2 separate regions of the Mus musculus genome follow, and region 1 is linked to region 2. The links are chromatin contacts, called in public HiChIP or PLAC-seq maps. All regions are on one chromosome and are shown on one strand. The core of a region is the stretch at or near the end of the contact, and the rest is flanking DNA. Distances in the headings are between cores, read along the strand shown. Region 1 holds the start of 1700027J07Rik (RIKEN cDNA 1700027J07 gene). Region 2 has its middle 17 kb from the start of Gm51800.

Region 1 (5,084 bases), core at 860-3,359, 100 kb after region 2:
AGGCTGGAGAAGGTTTCAGCACATAGTCTACAAGTAGATTAAATGATCAACGAATAATCTGTCCTTCACCAAGGTCCCTTTCTCTTTGAAGCTGAAAGATATTAAGGGAGCTGTGTTAGCCTGTGCTCTCCAGAGAGGCAGACTAACATAGCACACGTGGAACTTTATTAGAGACTGCGTCATCAATGTGGAGGCCAAGCAGCCCTTCAGTCTGCCATCTGCACGATAAAGAACAAGGAAGACCAGGGGGTGTGAACCCCAGTGTAAGCCTGAGGGCTCTCATGTCAGGACTGATGTGCAAAGACAGGGAGAGGGGGGCTCCCCAGCTCAAACAGGTGGTAAAGCTCACCCTTTCTCCACCTCTTCTGTGCTGTTTGTTCCTTCAAGGGATTATTAGATCATGTCCAACTACGCTACAGACACCCCTCTTCTTCATTCAGTCTGCAAATGTAAGTGTTAAGGTCTTCCAGAAACATCTGTAGCAAATGCAGAAATAGGATTTTTCTCTGTCTATCTGAATATTCTGCTCCCTAGTCAAAGTGACAAAGGAAACCATCACAAACCATCTAGGCTTTGTTTTATTAAAGAATAACTGGAGAGACCTAGTCCAGGTTGTGCCTGGCCATGGGGAAGAGGACAGGGAAGCAGACGACACTGTCCATGCTGCCTGGAATGAAAAACCACATTATCACTCTCTAGGGCCAAGGAAGCCTCAGTCTTTTTTAGAAATACCACCTGAAAGAAGAGAGATGTGCAATTCTGCAGGCAATGTCATTCTTTTCAGGGATCCTCAATGTGAAATTTAACAGCCTATTCCTTTGTCACTCCTAAGGATGTTGGTGAGAGGGGTATTTAAATCGCCTTTCTGTCACTACAACAAAATGCATGAGATAATCAACTTACAAAGAGGAAAGGTTGTCCAGCTCATGGTTTTAAAGGTTCTACTCCATAACCAAGAAGACCAATTTCTGGCAAGCCTTTGGTGAGGTTGCCGGAGGCAAAGTCTATCTTTAAGCATGTTTGAGCAAACTCCTCATACCATGGCCAGAAGAAGCAAAAGAGAAAAGAGTGGGTACCACAAGAAGATGTGTGCCTCTTCTGGGGCACACATCCAGTGATCTAGGACTTCTCTACTAGATCCCACCTCTCCCCACAATAGCATTGACTGGGGACCATGCCTTCAACGCATGGAGGTACACCAAATCCAAACTATAGCAAGGACTAGGTAGACTCACAACATACAGGCCATGTTGTCTTTGCCACCCGGTGAAGTGAATCACAGAACATCTTTTGAATAGGAACTTTCACCTTTTGTTATATCAGCAGGAATGCAGGCAGCCAGGACTCATCCAATATGTGCAGCTTACCAAAGTCCCAAGTGGACTATATTAATGCTCTGTGCTTAAGCCATACCTCTCAGAATGGGGCTGTGGCTCTGTTACCACAAGTCCTTGCCTCTAACAGGATTGAGACCCTGGGTTCCATTCCCAGCCCATCCTGCACTTCACTAACAGTAATAATAAGCCAGGGTTCCATCCCCAGCCCGTCCTGCATGTCACTAACAGTAATAACCCAGTGAAAACAAGTGTCTCCCACACCCCTCCACGACTAATGACACAGGACACTCAAATATAAAAGGCATGAGTTGCTGGCAGTCATTTCAACTATCTAGAACCCTAAGCTAGTGCACACTTGACTTTTCCTCTGTTCTCCGTTAGGTTGACACTCAGCCAGCCCTCCTGTTTACTAGTTGTCTGAGAGAAATTTAGAAAAACAAAACAAAACAAAAACCAAACAAACAAAAAAATGGTTTTAGTACAACCTAGGTCACATTCTTCTCATGTTGGTTGCTGCATAGTCGGAAGGGGTTACGTCAAGGGAAATTGACACCTACCCTTCTCATTTGCTCTTTGATTTGCACACTCATCAGAAGACTAGAGCCATTTGATACTTCACAAGATGATTCCCCTTAGCAGACACTGAGGGAAGGGGGAGTCACCTGGCCCCAGCATCTGGTAACTGTTCCCATTTCAACTGTTGACTCAATAAATGCCCTTGGGCAAGTCACTGAACCTCTCCACATTTAGTCTCTGGGGAATGAAATCTGCCAACTGTATTATGTGGGTTTGAACCTCACTGCCCTCTGGGATAAAAATAGGAGAGGACCAGGTGTCAGCTGGTCCCAAACTGATGTAAGGATGGCGGCCATGGGATCTCAAAGATGTCCTTGAGCTATAAATTCTATAATAGGGTCACGGGACACAGAGGCCCTCAGGCATTTATTTGGCTTGTGTGATAAATTCCAGCCCTTGAAATTTTTCCAGCCACTCTTGAATACTCTGCCTGGCCCCGCCCCCACTCCTCAGTATTTCTCCCGCCATAATACTCAACTCTGAATGCTGTTGCTTTGTCACAAAACTCTTGGACCGTAAACTTCCCAAGGGAGGAGATAACGTCAGCACAAGCTTCATTGTCAAGTACACACCAGGCAAGTGGGCATACTACGTGAATTGTTTGCCATATGGACGAGTGAATGAAGACTTCCCAGGCTCCAGAGAACATTCCACTCCTCTGCCTCTGGGATCATCCATCCCTGGCCAACATAAGGTAGGATCTGACCCCATTTCCCCACCATACTTACCATCAGTGGTGAGGATCACTGTCATCTTTACTGGATTTACAATCACCTAGAAACATGCCTGTGGGTGTATTGGGGAGGGTGTTTCAACTGATGACTAAGAAAGAGAAAGCTAGCTGAATACCATGAGACACTGTCTCAAGCTCCAGTCTTCATTACTACAACCTGCTCTCACAGCCATCCATGGCGAGGGCACCCTCACTGGGGGGGAGGCTATCCCTCAAACAGTGTGCTGAAGTGAGTCTTTTTTTTTTTTTTTTTAAATGGTTTTTTGAGACAGGGTTTCTCTGTATAGCTGTTGCTGTCCTGGAACTCACTTTGTAGACCAGGCTGGCCTTGAACTCAGAAATCCGCCTGCCTCTGCCTCCCGAGTGCTGGGATATCTAGACCAGGGTGGCCTCAAACTGGTAGAGATCCCTCTGCCTCTACCTTTGTTGCTGGGATCGAAGGCCTATGCCATCATGGCCGGCTCCCTCTATTCATTCTTTAAGGAAGGTTCTCTTTACAGATGTGGAAGAACAGTCTCAAGAGCAGATGTCAACACCATAACCAGAATTGTCCGGATTTTTGACTGAATGTAGGACTCATTTAGAGTCACGTGTCTGATGTTATGTGTAAAGACTGGCCAAAATCTTATCCCTAGCTTACATACAAGCACAGGCAGATAATTAGCCAAACTTCTTCTCTTGACTCTGGCTAAAGGTATCTAGGAAGTCAGGGACAACCATATAAATAACTTTCACGCTGAACTCGGAGACAATGGAAGTAGTTCAGACATCTAAAAACTCAGTGTAAGAGACTCCTAGTGCCACTGCTTGGCACAGAAGGGAGACTCAGCCCTAGAAGGCCTATGCTTCAGGAGAGGGCTTGACTCTCTGGGTTTCCCTATGCCCTCCTCCCTGAACAGATAGTTTCAGATTCCAGTGGAAGTCATCCAACAGACCAAGATCCCTCACTTTCCTCCCAGCATTCCTGCTAAATACAGCATCCAGGTCAACTGGAGTCATCTGCAAGTGCTCTCTCTGGCGCTCTCTTCCCATCTCTTAACTGGGCGTGGGTGTCCTGCACTACTGACTTTCCCATAGTGCTCAGGTGAGAAGCATGTTGTGGGCGGGGCAGTCTCAAGATGTCTGTACCACTGTTGGTTTACTGCTCCTGACTCTTTCTGCTGACGTTGATGTTGTCCCTAGAATTCTCATTCATTCTCTCTCTCTCTCTCTCTCTCTCTCTCTTCTTACCCCCACCCCCACCCCATTTTGGTCCTTTAGTTCCCCACTGGTATTAGTGTTTTCTCTTCAATTTGGAGAACTTGACTAGCTATAATTGCTCTGCTTTGTAGGTCTCTAACATATTTCCCAGGGAGGAGACACGTACTGCCTGATTCTTGGTATATTACGTATGCACCACCTGTTTTCCTGCTTGTCTGGCTTCCATGAAACCCCTGGATATAACACGTAGCCTACTGCTGCTGACTTCTGTAGCCATATTGCCTTCCTGGCTACCGCTGCAAAAAACAGTCCTGCTAACAACAGCTTCCCTTGACTCTTTCCTTCCTTCCTTCCTTCCTTCCTTCCTTCCTTCCTTCCTTCCTTCCTTCCTGGTGAGCAGGTGGAGGCAATAATGGAGGTTGGAACTAGGAACTCAATCTAGCCAAGTGTTTCACCAGCAAGCTACAGCAGCAGCCCTGGCTCTCTTAACTCTAATGCTACTTACTATTCATGGGTTCATGGGCTCTTTCTCTTTTTTTCCTCCCATCTTTGCTCTCAAGCTTGACCAGTGAATTTATGCATAGTATTAATTTTACATGCATCTTTGCATAGTAAGCAAATTATTCTCATTTCCTGCCATTTCCACACCCTACTAGGGGAAGCCCAAAGGACAGCTTCGGGATATACTCTGCCCTTTGTGACCCTGCCCGTTCAGAAGTCAGTCATTTGCTTAACTCATAACCCAACAGACTTAGATGCAAAAGACGGTTAGTTCCATTTCTTTCTGGGAAATTTCAGCAAGTAATAAAAAGATTTGCTAGTATGCCCAGAGATAGGGACATTGATAGTTGGGACCAAATAGTGAGTCATGGCAAAGCCATGAGGGGATTATTTTTAAAGGAGTTTAAATTTTTTCTTCTATGTCGTGAAATAATCATAACTACATAATTTCCCCCTTCCTTTTCTTCAAGCCCTCCTATAAACCTACCCCTTGCTATTTTTCAAATTCATAGTCTCTCCATTAATTGTTGTTATGTAGGTACATGTAGGAATATATATGCATTCCTAACTGAGTGTTAAATTTCAAAGCTCTGGACAAGTAGTCACAAGAAAGAAGAAAACAGTTCCAGGTCTAGAGAAAAGAGAAGCCAAGGAGACTGAGTTAGATAAGAGTTGAAAACCAACGGCCCAACTCTGCAGAATGCTTGGCTCCTGGTAGAAGTTGCTCCAGTTACTCT
Region 2 (5,131 bases), core at 2,102-4,601:
ATGTTCATTTTTAAGTAAACTTCTTCTGTATTAAGAATAAAGCCTGGGACCACACTGGTGGCTCTGGGACCACGCTGGTGGCTCTCTGAAATGTTTTCTAAGTCTTCTTAAGGATTTATCCAAATAAGAAAGCTAGGCAATATAATTAAGTGAACACAGTAATTGGGTCAATTCATGGTGATAAAATCCCCCATATGTTGAAAATAAAGCCTGAAGTCCTAGCCACTAAGTAGAGCATGCACTTGGGTGGTTCTGTCTGACCCTGAGGGTGGAAAACCAACGAGACCCCACTGGGCTTTCCAAGTGCATCAAAATGAAGAGTGGCCCTCGCTAATGCATGGGCTTCAGCAAGATTCCCAGGCAGGGATGAAGAACGATGGAACGAAGGCTGGAGGAGTTAACAATTTTCTGTGCATCACATTAATATGTGAAATTGAATTCAAATAAATCCCCAAGACCGGTAGCATTTATCTCAATGTCAGCAGGAGACCAGAAAGCCAAGAATGTAAATTGTTTCTCAAATTAAGCAATTTGTCATGGAAAATGGACTGTTATAAATTTGTTCAATTGTACACTTGTCTCTGTCAGATGCTATTGAGAGAAACTCAGGTAAGCAGCGGGTAGCAGACCTTCTGTAGAGGAAAAGAAAACTATTATTTGGTGGCAATAATCACTGGAGCTCCTCAGATAAACTTTATCAGAGTCTATTGACAGTCTACCCCAAATTTAAAACAGATATCTATTTGGCAGGTGCCAAAATTACATTCAATCCTTTTGTGACTTGTGACCAAGTCAAGAACTGCACACAGCATTTTAATGTACCTTCTCACATTTGGACGAAGATCTTGCCTTCCCCCTTTCCAGAGAGCCGAGACAGAAGTACACGGTTCCATCCGTGCCCACTGAAAGGATGATGAAGTTCAGGTTGTCCAAGGACACCATGAAGGCCTGCAGATTGGCAAAGCATCCCGAGTGTCCAGGAAGAAACACGTCATCTCCATTGAACAAGTGCAGCCGAGAAAAGGCTAATGTCACAACTGTCCACATGGGCATCCGACCCAGCAAGGCGGCAATCACCAGGCTAAAGCTGGACCACAAAATGATCCTGGAGTGAGAAGTCAAGTCTCAACAATAGGGAAGGAGAAGGGCAGAACCAGGGAACAAACAATTAAGAAAGCCAGTAAGTCGAGCTCCTCCACGGTCGCTGCTTAGGTTTTGCTTTGAGTTCCTACCCTGGAATAGCTCAGTGAAGTATGATCTCAAGTTGTTTTGGGTCATTGTTTTATTACAGCAACAGACAAGTTCACACACACACACACACACACACACACACACACACACACACACACACACAAACACGAAGTTTGTTTCCATAGTCCTTTGGGAAAGGATTCCAACTGAGCCACAGGAACGTTCCCTATGTCTCCAAGCTGGTTCCTACCTTCTAATCTACAGCTAGTTCTCAGTCAGGATTTACCAGCTACCACAGTAGTCTCATTTTGAATGAAGGACACTGGTCTATCTGGGTATGGTGGTACACACCTATAATCCTAGTACAAACCAGACCTAGGGACATAGGTAAGAGGATTACAGCCTGGAGCAAACTCCAGCCAAGTAGTGAATTTGGGTTTCAAGAAGGGCAGGGGAAGGAAAGGAGAAGGAGTAGGAGGGAGAGGAGGATGAGGAATAAGAAGAGATGGGGGAGGAAGAGGAAGAGATGGAAGAAGAGGAAGAAGAGAAAGAAAAGGATGCAGTTGGGAGTCACTTGGTGCATATGTCTTTGAATCTGGTCACGCTTTAGTTGTGTTCAATCTACACCAGTTCCTCAGTCTTTGATTTCAAGACTTTGGTGTTTTTGAAGAGCAGAAGTCAGTTATCATCACAAGATTTAATCAGTGAGTTTTTATCCACCTTCCTGCACTGCCCTGAGGATGGAGATGAAGCATCATTGAAATGCAGTAAGCCTCCTGAGGGGCCTCCCAAGGGGCCTCCCGAGGGGCCTCCCGAGGGGCCTCCTGAGGGGTTTCCTGGTGTGCCACTGCCACATACACCACTTCCTATGAACATTGTTTGAGTTGGAGGCGTCTCATGTCCTATAATCCCTTCTGTATCAGAGCAGAGGGTTGCCCCACAGAAATCCACTTCACACCCTCTCCCACCATCAGGACCTCATCTTCTGAGACAAGAAGTCTGTACCAACCTGGGTGCACAGTGTTACTATTTTTCCTGGGTGACATGTCTTTCAAAAAGTCATTTGTATTTCTATACCTGTCCTATCTCTTGTAAGAAAGCTGTGTGCTCTCCCCTTTACTGTCTTCATCCCATGAGGATGTGGCTCAGCTGTTGAGCATGCGTGAGGCTTGGTATTAGCAATGGAACGAAACAGAAGAGAAAGGCGTCTGCAGGCCTCACTGACCAGTCTTTTTGTGTCACATTTCTGTGACCTTCCACAGACTTACTTAAATATTTTCCTTCATTTTGTTTTTTTGTGAGTTTTGTTCGCTGATGCTAAACAGTCAATTTGCAAGGGTAAGTGCCTTTTACCCTCCCTGTACCTCTGTCTTAAAGCATGATCCTGTCGCGTGGGAAGTGCCGATTGCTGGAGAGTTGAAGCAGTTGTTGTGGGTGTGTTGTCCGTGGTCCTGTTGTAATGCCTGCTCACCCCGGTTCACCCAACGCTCTCCTAGAAACGCCATAGACTTTTCTGGTTTAGCATCAGGCAAAAGCAAGGGCCAGGCATGGAAAGTACTAGGAAAGGGCATTTGGGACAAACGCAACCACAGACCATGACTCATCTGATCCAGAGGCTACGAGGTCACCCTTAGTATCAGCAGCACTAGAAGGTCACATGTTCTCTGTGGAGCCTCACCGCACATCAAAATGTCTATGGCTGGCATCACGCAGGACAGAGCTTCTCTGTCAGCTTCCTCTTTTACAGACACATGGCCGTTTATAAGTAACATCCCCTTCCAAGACACAGGGACATCATTCTCAATTGACACGTTGCTGTGTTCTGTCTTTGAATTTTTGAGGTAACTGGAAAAATTTCCCCCATGTTGTTCTGCTAAACATATGAGGCTTTGGGAGGTTTAACTAGAAAAATTTCCACCTGTCTAAAACAAACAAACGAACTCTGTGGAGCACTACATACATTCTGGGAAGTGTGGTTATGAGGAAACAAAAGGTGGTGTTTCCAGGAGACGCTGGACACTCTGCACTCACATACATAAAACACCTAGGCCGGGTCTAACACAAAGAAAGTCTTTGCTATTATTTTTCCTTGTGCACACAGCTGTTCTGTTGGAGAAGGCAGGCCAGTGAATACAGAACAGATAAGAGTGTCACAAAGTCGGGTGGTGGTGGTGGTGGTGGTGGCGGCGGCGGCACATGCCTTTAATCCCTGCACTTGGGAGGCAGCGGCAGAAGGATTTCTGAGTTTGAGGCCAACCTGGTCTACAAAGTAAGTTCCAGGACAGCCATGGCTACACAGAGAAACCCTGTCTTGTGTGTGTGTGTGTGTGTGGGCAACCAAACCAAACCAAAAAACCCAACAAACAAACAAAAAAAGAGTGTCACAAAGGTTTCTACAGAGACTAATTACCATGACAGAAGTTAAAAAGGGATGGACTTTAAGTAGAGGCTCAGGGTGTCCTTCTGGGGGACTTGAGGGCTAAATACAAACTTAAGGGGAAGGACAAAGAGGAAGAGGGGGAGAAAAGAGGAGAAGGAAGAGGAAGGAGAAGAGGAAGAAGAGGAGGAGAAGGAAGAGGAGGAGGAAAAGAAGGAGGAGGAGGAGGAGGAGGAGGAGAATTCTGAGAGCAGGCCAGAGAGACAGGCAGGGCCAGGAGAAATCCTGCAGGCCATGGTGCAGTTTAGTCAGTAAGTGAAATAAGAAACTGCACAGGAGAGAGAGAACAGGGCACATGACAGGGAACCCAGGAAACCTGATTAATCAGCAGAAACCGGGTGACATTGAAGATGGAAAGGAGACGTTAAAAATGGAAAAATTTTGGTGGGGAGGGGTTAGAGTAACTGGGTATGATGTTGGATAAAGGAAGAGGGAGAGTTGGGGACAATCCTCAGATTGCTGGATCTGGTGATCTGCTAGAGAGTGCTGTCAAACACAGAGAGGAGAAACGATTACATGAGGAAGTTGTGAGGGGGCCTGTGAACATACACACACACACACACACACACACACACGCACGCACGCACGCACGCACGCACACTAGACCAGAAAATGGAGTTTCTATATGCTTAGTAAGAGAAAAGTGAAACAGAAATTGGTTAAATACCGGTTCTGTCTCCATCATGTGTAGGCAGATGTACTGTTGTTTTGTTTTTAGGCAGTCTCACTGTGGAGTCCTGCTGGCCTGGAGTTAGCTATGCAGACCAGGGCCCTGAACTCACAGAGATCTGTCTGGTTTTGCCTTCCATATACTGGGATTTAAGATGTGTGCCATCAAGCCTTGCAAGATAAATTTATTTGCTAAAACATTACCTTTAACTTTCTCTGGCAACAATCAAAATAGAAATGGAAGCTAATGGTAGATAAATGGTATAAATGAGCTACCAGACAGAGGCCCACTCTGAGTAACTGGAAAATAATTGCCTTTTAGGAGACACATAAGAGAGGCCTAAGCAAGGAGGGGGATTGAAAGACTGGAGATTTGAACAACATAAAATATTGCAGGGGGAAATTATATGCCCAAAGCTGACCAAAGACAGAATAACAGAAGAAAAAAGTACAGAGCTTGTTGTTAGGATTTTCCCCTGGGGCTGGGGAGTAGAACCCAGTTGGTAGAGTGCCTGCCTAACACAGTCAGGGACTGGGTTCAATCCCCAGCCCCAAATGAATTGGGCCCAGTTGTATATATGAGGAGGTAAAGGCAAGAGAATCAAGAGTTCAAGGTCACCCTCTAATACAAAAAGTGAGTTCAAAGCCAGTTTGGGTTACAAGAGACCCTGTCTTAATAATATTAATGAATGTCAAATTTATTAAAAATTAAAAAAAATTTACTTGACACAGAGAACTTTGACAAAGAAATGAAAACTTCAAAGAGGTTACTAGGATAAAACATTTATGTATATTTTCAGCAGTGGATGACACGTATAGAAATAGCTAGACACG

The links. HiChIP or PLAC-seq counts read pairs in DNA pulled down with a chosen protein or histone mark.
Region 1: a contact with region 2 is called in a RAD21 HiChIP or PLAC-seq map of pro-B cells, with 3 times the contacts expected there. The contact joins the promoter of 1700027J07Rik here to the enhancer-like site in region 2. A contact is called at or near these places in 2 of 15 datasets of contacts at CTCF or cohesin (large pre-B cells and pro-B cells), 5 of 484 Hi-C or Micro-C datasets (the Ba/F3 cell line, the C10 cell line, the HPC-7 cell line and 2 more) and 3 of 115 datasets of contacts at active chromatin or transcription factors (the 230-238 cell line, the SCID.adh cell line and embryonic stem cells).

Annotation. Positions count from the first base shown.
Region 1 is chr10:43,744,049-43,749,132 of GRCm38.p6, forward strand. It overlaps 1700027J07Rik (RIKEN cDNA 1700027J07 gene), which reads left to right and starts at 2,110. Exons shown (of 4, transcript NR_040581.2): 1 at 2,110-2,607. RefSeq lists an enhancer at 2,090-2,630.
Region 2 is chr10:43,638,465-43,643,595 of GRCm38.p6, forward strand. It overlaps the pseudogene Rpl26-ps1. Among named protein-coding and RNA genes, the nearest start is that of Gm51800, 17 kb to the left of the region's middle. Within about 2 kb of position 3,352, at least 79 of the 459 cell types and tissues checked have an H3K27ac peak or open chromatin away from gene starts, as enhancers often do. A contact at or near this core is called in the Ba/F3 cell line, the HPC-7 cell line and pro-B cells, where this site is marked.